Linked DNA regions of Sus scrofa: region 1 is linked to region 2. A link is a contact called in public Hi-C data. All regions are on one chromosome and are shown on one strand. Each heading gives the region's core, a stretch centred on a gene start, on an enhancer-like site or on the middle of the called end of the contact. The rest is flanking DNA. Distances are from core to core; before and after follow the strand shown. Region 1 overlaps NEK7 (serine/threonine-protein kinase Nek7). Region 2 holds the start of NEK7 (serine/threonine-protein kinase Nek7).

What was found. A called contact is a pair of places that touch in the nucleus more often than the background predicts.
Region 1: a contact with region 2 is called in a Hi-C map of skeletal muscle, with 4 times the contacts expected there. The contact joins the enhancer-like site here to the promoter of NEK7 in region 2. A contact is called at or near these places in 1 of 5 promoter capture datasets (liver), 6 of 47 Hi-C or Micro-C datasets (alveolar macrophages, embryonic fibroblasts, heart right ventricle and 2 more) and 2 of 2 datasets of contacts at active chromatin or transcription factors (alveolar macrophages and skeletal muscle).

What each region holds. Positions count from the first base shown.
Region 1 is chr10:21,066,793-21,072,975 of Sscrofa11.1, forward strand. The region is part of intron 5 of NEK7 (serine/threonine-protein kinase Nek7); the gene reads left to right. Among named protein-coding and RNA genes, the nearest start is that of NEK7, 100 kb to the left of the region's middle. Within about 2 kb of position 3,304, at least 8 of the 83 cell types and tissues checked have an H3K27ac peak or open chromatin away from gene starts, as enhancers often do. A contact at or near this core is called in skeletal muscle, where this site is marked.
Region 2 is chr10:20,964,168-20,970,412 of Sscrofa11.1, forward strand. NEK7 (serine/threonine-protein kinase Nek7) reads left to right here and starts at 2,493. Exons shown (of 10, transcript XM_005667989.3): 1 at 2,493-2,761.

The DNA.
Region 1 (6,183 bases), core at 2,054-4,553, 100 kb after region 2:
TCAGAAGACTTTTTTTGTGTTTTGCCTTCTACTCTTTTCCCAGTGGATCTTGGTATCTGTGGATTCAGTTACTGTCCAGCCTCTTAAAGAGATGCAGGTTCTCATCTTCAGTGCAGAGCTGCTTGAACCCGAGCGCCTCCGACGCCCCGCCCCGTCCCACTTCGAGGCACCGAGGCCTCTCCGCTGCCCGCCCAGACCCTGAGGTGGGGCTGCGGGTACCAGGGCTCTTCCTGGACATCCTGTGTCCCTTTCCTCGTTTTCAGTCTGTCGCGTGTTCTGCTTACTTTCTTTCCACCCAGGCCAGTCCCTTTCTCTCCCTGCAGTGGGAGGGGCTGCCATCTCTTCCCTGGAACCCCCAGAGCTTTTTAACTCACCTCCCAGCTCCCAGGACCTACCCGCAAGTCTGCTTCTGCATCCGTTTCTAAGAGAGAGGAGAAGGGAGAAGGAAAACAAAACAAAACCAAACCCTCTGCTTGCAAACCCTCCTGAGCTTCCTGTTAAGGTAAAGGTGTGTGCAGAGATTTAAGAAAGTGCACGCCCTCGGCCCAGGAGGAGCCCTCGCTTGTGGGTGTCCTCACGTCCCCAGTAATGTCCCCAGTGCCCAGCTGAGCGCTGCACAGAGAGGTGATCCGCGCATGCTCGGGGCCCAGGTCCACCGCCAGAGCTCTGCCCCCCAGCTGGGCTGGGACTCAGCCCTCCCCTCACACATGGCTTTGCTTTCTCAGGACGCCTTTGACCTCAGGCCGCTTTATGCTGTGGGTACCTTTGATGCACTCGTCTGACATCGTGCTGCATAATGGGATTGTGCATTTGTTGGTGGGATTCTTTTCCTGATGTCTGGATTTCCCGTGTGACCCAGAGCCCTGCCGAGTGCAGCCACAGTGCCTTCTTTCCCTCGGGAGGACCTGGCTGATAGTCACTCAGGAAATAAGTGGAGCTGTGTATGTATCAAAGTAACTTTCTTCACCCCTGCCACCCTCCTCTTCCAGGAGGCCCCAGTCGGCGTGGGTGGTGACTTAATGTCACACAGTTCCCACTGTTTCACACTACTGCGCTCCTACCAGGAGTCACTACGGTGACATGACAGGAGAAAGCATCCTGATTCAGGAAGGTTGGGAGGGGGGGTGTTGCCCTAAGAAATTCTAAAAGTGTTTTCTAAACACTCTAATTTTGTTATAAGCCATTCTTTATAGAAGAGGCTACAGGACGAAAAAATCATGGGAACTTGTTTTATGAAGGAACAAGATGGTGACTTAATGCTTTGTAAAGGACAGCAGTAGATCCTTGAGTTGTAAGGAACATGGTTTATTTCTCTATAGTGAGTGATATTATAAATCGCTGTGCATCACAACAGTATGTTTCACTGTCTCAACTCTTCAGCTTAATTGGGGTAGAAGAGGAAATTTAGCTCCTGGTCTGTATTCCAGAAATGAACCTCTGGATAGCATTGCATCAAAGATTTTTACAAGTAAATAATTAATGGATTTAGAGCGGGCTGACAAATACAATTAAGTAATTTATAGTTGAAATATTCAGTATTTCTCTAATTAGTGACAGAGGAATACCTGAGGCTGTGGTCAGATGAAATACTTCCCAGACGAGTTTTAGGATAAAAGGAAATCCAGAATTTTTCATCATATATTTCCTTCTTCCCCAGTAATCAGAATTTTAAAGGAGAAGACTCTTCCAAAACATTGGATTACAGTTTATCAAATTCTGATATATATGCTATATATTCTCTTTACTGTACCAAAAGTGGACCAGGGCATGTTCCATTTTGTAGTGTGCCTGTTTATTTCACTTTTTGTGGCTAAGAAACATATTTGGTGGTTGAGACAGTGCAGAGGCGATAATAGACTAATCTCAGAAATATACAAACAGGAGCTTTGGTTATTTCACTAATGATGCTGAGCTTCTTTTCATGTTCCTGTTGATTATTCATGTATCTTTTTTGGAAAAATGTCTACTCAGGTCTTTTGCCTGTTTATTAATTGGGTTATTTGAGATTTTTTTTTTGTGCTATTAAATTGTATGAGTTCTTTATATACTTTGGATATTAACCCCTCATCAGATATATTATTTATAAACATTATTTTAAAACATTGTGAAGGTTTTTTTTTTTTCTTCATGTTGTTCTTTTGCTATGCAGAAGCTCTTTAGTTTGGTGTAGTCATACTTGTTTAATTTTTATTTTATTGCCTAGCTTTGGGTGTCATATCCAAAAACATCAGTGCCAAGACCCACATCAAGGAGCATTTTCCTATGTTTTCTTCTAGAAGTTTTATATTTGTAGGTCTCTCATTTAAATCTTTAATTTATTTCAAGTTAAATTTGGGGAGTGATGTAAGATAAAGATTTAGTTTTGTTCTTTTATATTGAATGTCTGGTTTTCTCAGCACCATTTATTGAAGAGGCCATCTTTCTCCATTGAGTATTCTTAGCACCCTTGTCAAACATGAGTTGACTGTTAATAATTGGGTTTTTTTCTGGGCTCTTGATTCCATTTCATTGATTTATGTACCATACTGTTTTGATGACTGTTGCTTTACAAGGTAGCTGTGATGCCTCCTGCTTTGTTCTTCTTTCTCAGGATTGCTTTGGCTATTTGGGGTCTCTTGTGGCTCCATATAAATTTTAGCATTTCTTACTGCCCCTCTGGAGACTGATTCTTCTTGACTAAGTCATTCTCTCCTTCCTGGACTTTAATGGCAGAGTTTTAAAAGTTTACTGTGTTTAGGAATGAACTTTGTTTTTTTTTTATTGCTAATTACCACAAACCTAGCAGCTTAAAAGAACACAAACTTAATGCTCTCCCAGTTTTTGAGTTGGTGAGCTCACACTCTGGTAGGGGGTTCTGCTGGAGGTCTTAGAAACTGAACTCAGGGTGCCAGCTGGGGTTTAGGGTTTTCTCCCCTGTTCCCGGTTGTTGGGAGAATTCAGTTCCTTGCGGTTGTGTGACTCAAGTCCCTCCTGTCTTCCTGGTAGTCAACTGGAAGCCACCCGTGGGTCCTTGAGGCCTTGCTGTCCCCTGCCTGTGGCCCTCTCTGTGGCCTGGCAGTTTGCCCTGTTAGGGCCAGCAGGAGAGTCTCTGGCTTTGAATCTCTCTGAGTCTTTGAAGGGTTTAACCTGATTCGGTCAGGCCCACTTAGGATAACCTCCCTGTTGATTAACTCAAAAGCAGCTGATTTAGAACTGTAATTACATCTGCGAAATCCTTCCTGCCACAAAGATAACATAATATGGGGAGAGAGTTCATTGCACTCACAGCCCAGCTCACACTATGGGGAGGGAGTGGTGCCAGGACTTGAGAATGTTGAGGGCTGAGGTTATGTCTCAGGATTCTGCTCACCACAGGCTTTGATAAGTCAGCGAGAACATCAGCAGGGTTTTGGAGATAATGAATACCTTCAAATAGGTTCACTTTCTTGGTAATTTCTTTTTTTTTTTTTTTAAACAACTGCTGCACGCATATTTTTATTTGTACTTACCCAAATTTAGAGGCTCTCTTGGACATAAAATCACTTTGAAATGTCTTTTACTCTCTTGACCTTTGGATCCTTAAAGCAATAACATCTTCCCAGCAGCACCATCTATCTTTGCTGACTCTGATTTATGGTTTACCAGGGTACAGACACTGCATTTCAGCATCTGGCGTCTCCCAAGCCAGGCCACGGGGAGAATTGCCAGTGATTCCAAATGCGGTCTGTCTCCTGCTGACTCTCTTGTATGAGGCAGTCATCTGTCTTCAATATGACTGTAGAATTATTCCGAAGTCTTGAGGTTACCACGTATGGTACTGTGTGGAGATGATACACATAGGTGCCTTCACATGTGTGAAGGCACATACAGATACCATACAGATCTCTGTCCATAAGGTATGTATGTGTAGGTGTGTTAGATACATTTCTTTGTATAAAAACAGTGTTACCAAGTCAATACCACTTGCTCACTAAAATGTTTCATAGTGAAGTAGTATTGAACTTAGGGGTTTGGTTGATTGATTGATTGATTGATTTCTGCACCCGAAGCATGTGGCAGTTACCAGACCAGGGATCAAACCTGTGCCACGGCAGCAACAATAGCAGATCCTTAACCCGCTGCACCACCTGGGAATTCCTGAACTTAGGGATTGTAATACATTGAATATTATGTATCATAATGACCATTGTGTAACTCTCTGAGCATAATGAAAAAGTGGTGTATACATTTTTAACTGCATCGACCTGGGAAAAATTAAGATAATTTCAGGGGACTTTGGGCTGCTTACATCTGAAGGTAATATTGACTGGAAGCTGCCTTTTATAAACCACTTACCACCCCGAGCAGTGGTTCTGGTACCTGTAGGCAGTTAAGTGGAAAGAAGAGGTACAGTTTCCTGTCCCAGTTTTTTCATTCCGATTTCTATGGAGAGATTTTTACTGTCTCATTATTGTTCAGCTGTTTTCCTCGTCCTACAAGAATCTTGAAATATCTTTCTCACTATCTTGTTCTTGTCCGGTTGAACGTAACCAGAAAGAACTCATTAAAGAGGCGAATGTTCCTGTTTATCTCCATGACCTTCTGTCTTCCTGAAGATTGACTTTCTGCTTTGTTGTCTCCCCTTCTCTGTCTCTCATGCAGCAGACAAGACACCCTAAGTATTTCCAGGTATTTTGCCATCGGTTTTAGGAACATGGAAGCTTCTCTTAAGAATTATCCACATGGCAGCAATGCAAGCCTCATTCATTGTAGAAATTCTGATGTATTCATATATTTTCATTGATTTTTAAAAAATCCAGTTTCCTTGATGTTGATGTACCACCATTCAGAAGGCAATTTTTTTTGGGGGGTGGAGAGCATTGTGAGTTTATGGGAGCTTATTTTTCTCGTTTGCTGAATGATGTTTTCTTCCCTCCCCAAGATTAAGTGCTCAGAAAAAAAAAAAAATCTTTATCTATTTCACATTTTCTGTCATAAGAGAAAATATATTGTTCACTTCCATCATTAACCTATACAGTTTTGACTTTGGGGAACAAAGAGATTACATTGATAGTCTATTAAATTGTAATAGAAATAGCTATGTTCTCTTAGCAGCTTTTCCAACATTGCAGGAAAGGGAAAAGACTAGAGAGCTTGGCTGGAAAATATTTCTAGTCCTTTCCTGGCTGCCAGGCCTATCCTATTTACATCTTTCTTTCTTTCTTTTTTTTTTTTTTTTTTTAAGGGCCACACACATGGCATAAGGAAGTTCCCAGGCTAGGGGTTGAATCAGAGCTACAGCTGCCAGCCTATACCACAGCCACTCCAGATCTGAGCCACGTCCTCAACCTACACCACAGCTCATGCCAACTCTGGATCCTCAACCCACTGAGTGAGGCCAGGGATCGAACCCACATCCTCATGGATCCTAGTCAGATTCGTTAACCACTGAGCCATGACAGGAACTCCCTGCTTATATCTTCTAAAGCAACTTAAGATACCTCAAGATTGTTCAAAGTGCCAAGAGTGAAGATCTCACACATTGTAAATTAGTATTACCCAAAGTCGAATTGATACATAACTACTGTGCACATTTATGTAATTCCGGAAATTGTGTCTAGCAAGTACTTGTACAGTTGAGTTTGTTGAGACCTTCTTATACCTTTAGGAGAAAAATGTTTCCATAGAAAGGTTGACAGAGAAGAAAAATCACACTTAGAACTGTCAGTGACACTTTCAGAGGCATCCTGTCTCTTCCATCACCCAATCTCTGTGCATTTGGTTCTTGAAAAAAAAAAAAAAACACTGCAAAATGTAGTCTTATCAAAATGCATGGTAATTATAGAGAGGTTTAGGAAGCTCCTTTCTGATGGTAAGCGTGTGACCTCATTACAAATTTGTGACAAAGAGCTCTACCTACCTGTCATCTCAGATGAAGACCATTTATAGTCTTAACTGGACTGATGGGGGTCTCTGAGGTATTATTATTGTTGTTATTTTTGCTTTGTTTTTGTTAGCTGGAGATTTAAAAGACAGGACATACTGGTAAAATTAAGTATACTGAGGTGTGAAAATGTGCCAACCAGGCATTTATTATTTGTGTTTTATTGGTAACTCTGATTATGAAACCATAGGTTATATATTTTAGAGGGGCAAGGACCACATAGATCATCTCTGACTCTGTTTAATGTGATGGGGAAGCCAAGGCCCAGCAAGGTTAAGTGC
Region 2 (6,245 bases), core at 1,243-3,742:
AGGGCAGGTGGACAACTTTCCCCATCAGCATGGAGGCAAAGAGGAAAAGCCCTAGAGAGACACAATGTTGTAAATCAACTATACTTCAATGAAAAAAATGTCCTAAGAGAAAGTGCATTGGATTTGGACAGCCTTCACGACTTCTGCAATGCTGTGTATGATTTAGCTATAGCTTTGTAATCTTTTTGTCTTTTTGTCTTTTCTAGGGACGCACCTGCAGCATATGGAGGTTGCCAGGCTAGAGGTCGAATGGCAGCTGCAGCTGCCAGCCTAGGCCACAGCCATGGCAATGCCAGATCTGAGCTATCTTCCAACTATATCACAACTCATGGAAACTCCTGATCCTTAATCCACTGAGCAAGGCCAGGTATTGAACCTGTGTCCTCATGGCTGCTAGTCAGATTTGTTTCCACTGAACCATGATAGGAACTCCTGTAATCTTTTAATGTGAAGAAACGGGACACACAGGGATGATTTCAATACTCTGGACATCACATAGCCACTGATAGGGTACTCTGAGGGCTTCCTGCGTGCCTTTTTTTTTTTTTTTGCTTTTTGCTTTTTAGGTTCACACCCTTGGCATATACAAGTTCCCAGGTTAGAGGTCGAATTGGAGCTGCAGTGGCTGGCCTACACCACAGCCACAGCCACAGCCACAGCAATGCAGGATCCCTAACCCAGTGATGAGGCCAGGGATTCAACCCACATCCTTATGGATACTAGTCGGATTTGTTTCCACAATGGGCACTCCCAGAGTGCATTTTGATCCATTTCCCTATCCGTCAGTGTTCATAAGGGATATATGTTTTCCTTCTACCAACGAAATATCTGGTCTGTTTAGAAATCTGTAGTTTATTGAAATAGCACTGTTTTATTGATTGGATCTATATGCATTTCTAAAAGGTGGTACAAAAGTTGGTTAAAAAATTTAACCGGGATGAAATGTCTTTATCCTGGGAATATCTGGTTATTTTTCCTGCCAGGTGTGCCTGTGTAGGACTCAAGTGACATGGTTCTTATTTGACTGCTTTTGATTTGGTGTGACCTGACAGAGCGACCTGGTTCAAATGACAACTTCATTGGTTTCATCCTTGTCTACTTTCTTACCCCCATATTCAATCTATTGGCTGTATCTTAGAAATCTATCTGGCACCTGACCGTTCTTACCACCTCTGCTGTTAGCACCACGGTCGAAATCATCAATATCTTTTACTTGGCTGTTACAATGGTCTTTTAACTGTTTTAGTAGTTCCTACCTTGTGGTCTGTTCTCCACAGCGGAGTTATTCTCCACAAAACCAAGTCGGATTTGGTCACCTCGCCCATGGCTCTCCCTTCATACCCTGCTTTATTTTTGAGTGAATCACCATTTGACATAATATGCCTTCATTGGCTTGTTATCATTATTATTTTCTACAATATGAGGTTCATGAGAGCAGGGACTTTGTATCTTGGTACCTGTTTTATCTTTGTTCCTTAGAACAGTGCCTAGCAAATTTATGAATACTTTATTAGTCACTGAAATCAACAGCTGCTATTGACATCTTGAATTATCGTCTTTCGAAAATAAACCTTTGAAATCTTAATTCCATAGCTTGAATAGTTTAAGCATTTGAGCTATAATCTACTCATTCTTGGCTCCCATCCCTTGGACAGGAGAGCCAAACTAGTGAACTGAACCTAGGACTAACAGCAACTACTCAATAAGCACTTACTTAAGGATGTTGTCCTTAAGCATTTTGCTTTATCTAATTTGATGCTAGCATAGTCTGAGAGACAGGTATTATTACTGTTCTCCTTTTACAGCTAAAGGGACTGAGGCTTGGGAGAGATGAATGTAAAAATAACCCCTAAACTGAGATTAGAATCAAGGTGTGGTTGACTCCATACTACCTCCTAGCCCTGTCCTCTGGTAGCGCGTCTCCGGATATTAAAAGAGTGAAGCATTCCTTTTGCAGGGCGGTGTACTAGAGTTCTGGGATATAATTCCTGCCCCCCTCCCAAGAATCCTATGACCAAACCAGGTAGCTCTCCTTTCAGAATGGCCCTAAAAGCTACTCCTCTAGGCTGCGTCTCTTACTTTAACGCAAGTTTTTCTTAGCACGGACGTAGTTTCACCGCCTAGGAAAAGACGGAATCAAAACGCTGTGATCCAGGAGAAAGCGAGGTTGCCAATTCCGCTCATTGCTTGCAGAAGGGGGCATTTAAACATAGTTTTCAAAAAAGCAACAGACCCCCAGTTGGGAGGGAAGTTGGCCCGAAAGAGGGGAATAGGGCTGGACGCGCCCTGCAAGGCACTGGCCAGACGATAGGAGGGGCTCCCCCAGAGCCGCCTGGGCTCCAGCCGGGAAGCGGGGGGCTCATTCCGCAGAGGCCAGCGGGCAGCGGGAGCGCAGCGGCGGCCAGAGCCGGGCTGGGGGGCGGGGCCCAGGGAAGGGCGTGGCTGGCGCGTGCCCCGCCCCCTCCTCGGGGATGCCGGGATGTTTACACTCCTGACAGCGGCGGCCCGCGGAGGAGGAGCGGGAGTCGTGGGAGGATGGGCCGCCGCTAGGCTCGCGCTCAGGACGCACCTCGCCGTGCGCAGGGTGGGTGCCCGCGCCTGCAGCGTCCGCGGGGGCGGCGCGGCGGGAGGTGGCCAGCGCTCCGGGCCTCGCAGCCACAGCCCCCGGCCCAGCGGGCCTGTCCGCGGCGCCGCCCGGCCGAGCCGCCCGGCCGCCCGGGGTCCCTCGCGGGCGGGAGAACGGAAAGCTCTCCTCTTCCTGGTGAGTCGCTGCTGGGGTCTTGGGCGCGCCGGCCGGGGCCCCGCCCGGTGGGGTCGCCTGCGGGAGCCGGGCGGGGAAGGGAGGTCGGGCCCGCGCACTGCGGCCTGGGGACCCCGCCGGGGTGGAGGAGGGCTCTGCGGGGCGCGCGGCCGAGCCGGTGGGGGCTTCGGTCCGGTCGTGGGCGGCGGCGGGAGCCTCGTGCGCAGTACGGCTCTGGCCGCTGAGGCCGCCACGGTAACTAAGAAACTCCGCGGCCGCGGCGGCGGCGGCGCAACAGGTCTCGGTTTCAGGACCCGAGGAACTTGGCGAAGTCCCGCCTCGCGCCTCCAGGCGCACGCTCATTGGCCGCCTCGGTTACTTATTCGGCGCGGATTGGTTGTGTCCAGATGTCAGGTTTCAGTCGAGCCGGACTGGGCAGAGCCAAGGTCTGGGGAGAAGTGGGTGGTGGGAGCCCTGCAGACAGGGTTTGAGAAGTGCGGGGAGTGTAACCGACCTGTTGGGAGAAGGAGCTTTAGTGGGCCTCTGTTAAGATTAGGAAACGCCAGAGAGAAGGATTTGCAAGGCAATAGTGAACATGGGTGGTGATAGTGGCAATGGAAAAGAAAAAACTTGAACCTTGAGGCCAAAGCCAGGGAGATGAAGGGGAGCGTCAAGAAAAAAGAAAAGTGTGGAGACCATATGGCCTCGGGTCAGCGCCAGGAAGAAAACACGATCTAGAAGAGAGATGCTGCAGTGAGGTCCCAAGAAACCCTGTTACCTCTTTCCTTTACCCTGTAGGCCTTGGGAGATGATGTGTTAAACAGATGAATCTTGTTCCCGCACAGCTGTAGTCTTTGTTAGGGATGGATACTAAAAATATACCTATTTTACGGTAAGCTACGCTTTCTTCCTGAAGCAGTGTTGGTGATGGAACTGAAAGTTAGAAATATATTGCAGAAATGAAATCGTTTTTCCCCATCTTTGAGGCTATTGATCATAAGGATGCAGTTGAAGCAAGCAAATACCCACAGTTGGTAGAGCTCTGTGTTCTTGTCGTAATTACAACCACTGTTTCTAATCCCTCCAAGGAATTTGCAGTTTCAAAAAGTAAGCACACTCTCTGCAGGATACAGCAAAGTGTCTCGCCAGGTCGCATAATAAAGAATACAGAATAAAGTACAGGATGTGCTTGTGTTCAGTCTGTTCCGTTCAGGAGCAAGAGCTGCTGCGGGTGTGGTCAAAGAATGGCATAGTACTTTCACTCAAAAACTTGGTGGTACGTTTGGGACAAGCAAACACGGAAAACGGTGAAGCAAGAGATAACACTTAACTGTAATGCTTTGTGGCAGTTCTTGCCGAATAGATGCCAGGTATTCTTGGCTGTAACACTTGATGAAGGCCAGTGCACCCAAAATGGTTAACATAAAACGTAAGCGATTTCATTTCCAGAGGAAGGAATCCTTTGCTACCCTCGAGAAGATCCAGTCCACAGCTTGCATCGCTCCTTAAAACCGCAGCATCCCCAGTTTGGCCTTGGACCGGGTCGGAGTTTGCTGGAGTGGGGGAGAGATGTTGGAACTTGGAAAAATTTTACCTCTCGGAGGAGTGAAAGGGGCAGAAACTGTATGGGGACGGCGAGAGGAGGGCGCGAAATTAGAAGGCAAAGGCACCCCTAGTGAAGGGCTAGTTGCTTTCCCAGGGTCTGGAGCGGCCTGGGACCCTCTGGGACTCTCGGCTGGAGATACCGCCCTCGAGCGGGAGGCCACGCCCCCGAAGACTGACGGCCTCCACAGCCAGTGGGCGGCGAGGACGGCACGGCTCCTGCTGGGGGGCGGGCACTTCCTCTGGCGCCCCGGGCTCGCGGGAGGGTGCTGAGGTTCTGGAGGTGGAGTGGGCTGGGGTGGGTGAGAGGTGGATGGGCAGAATAAGGAGGGGGTCTTGTGAGATAAACACGCACAGTGAGCGGGGAGCTTGTGAGAGCAACACGTAAAGTGAGGAGTGGGCTTGTGAGATAAGCGGGCAAAGTGAGGGGGGCTTGTGGGATGAACACGCAAAATGAGGGGAGCATGTGAGATAAAATGAGGGGGAGCTTATGGGATAAACACATAAAATGGAGGGGCGGGTCCCTCGGACCCCTCGTGCTCCTCTCCTTTCAAGGTTCAGCCGAACCTCTGTGCTCACTCGATACCTGTGTGGCTGATGGGGGTTTTTCTCTAAAACTATCTGAAAATGAAAACTAAGAAATAGCAGGATCCAAATCGTTAATCGTTTTTACAGTTACTTGAGACTCTTTCACTGTGATTATTATTTTTTTTTTGTAATTAAGAAAGTCAAGACCGTCCCTTGGGTGCAGACCGACTCATTTCATGCTCTTAAGTGCCCCTGCGGGTTTATGTATTTGGATCATACCTGCAGCGCCCTCCACTCCTCTTCCCACTTACACATTTTCCTGGCTGGACAATTTCAAGAGCTCTTTTCCAGCCCAATAAAACAGCACGTACTCCAAGAATGAGGAAAGCACGTCTGGTATGATGGCAGCGGACTAGAGGAGTGGGGGAGGGGAGAGCTGAGGCCCCGGTGTTAACACCCGAATAATAAATCTCAGTATTGTAGTTTGACACGACCAGAGTGCAGTTGCAGTTTGTGGACCGAAGTATTTAACCTCAGACTCCTCTCCCTTCATCTTTCTGATGGTTGCAATTGTCAGTTTGGGTTTATTGCAGACATTTAAATGTTTTCTTCTTGACCTTTGCGCATTTATTGAAGTGTAGATTTCTCTCGTAGATTTCTTTCTTTCTTACTTATTTTTCCACTTAACTACGTGGTTTGAGATGTCATTAGACTTGGACTTCTGCTCTGTTTGGAGGACAGAAAACTGTTTTCCTAGGAACTGTCTGATGTTTTAAAATGTATCTTTCTGGTATTACTAATGTAGCCACCATTCAGGGTATCTGGAGAGAAGAGAATAATGATTACTTAATGCAGTTTTGGAAAAGAAGTTGCTTAATTAGATGTTAAGTGCCAAAGTTCCTTTCAGGTTTTGTTCCCTTTGATTTTTTTTTTTTTAAAGTAGACTTTGGTATTTAAAAAAATGTGCAGTGCAGCTGCACAAAGCAGTTCTCTGTTCACATTCCTGGTTTCATTCAAATTAAAATATTTGTCCCTTCAAATATTTGCCCAAGAGTTCTGTTGAGTAGGCATTTCAGTACATCATATATAAAACGTGGCAGCAAACTTAGTATATAAACTAAAGGTGTTTTGGAAATGACATTTATGATTACTGTTTGCTCTGAATTGCCTTATCAGCAATTTTTCTCAGCCTTTCTATAAATGTATGGCAAAATGTTTTAAAAAGAATTTCTTCATACTTTTGAATGTTTCAATTTAATTCCTTCTGCCTTCATTTTTGTAGGAAACATAATGGCAATCAAATGTATTTATTTGCAGGACATAATGGCTGTTGACATTTTAAAACATACACGGAACTAATGTAGAACCATATTAT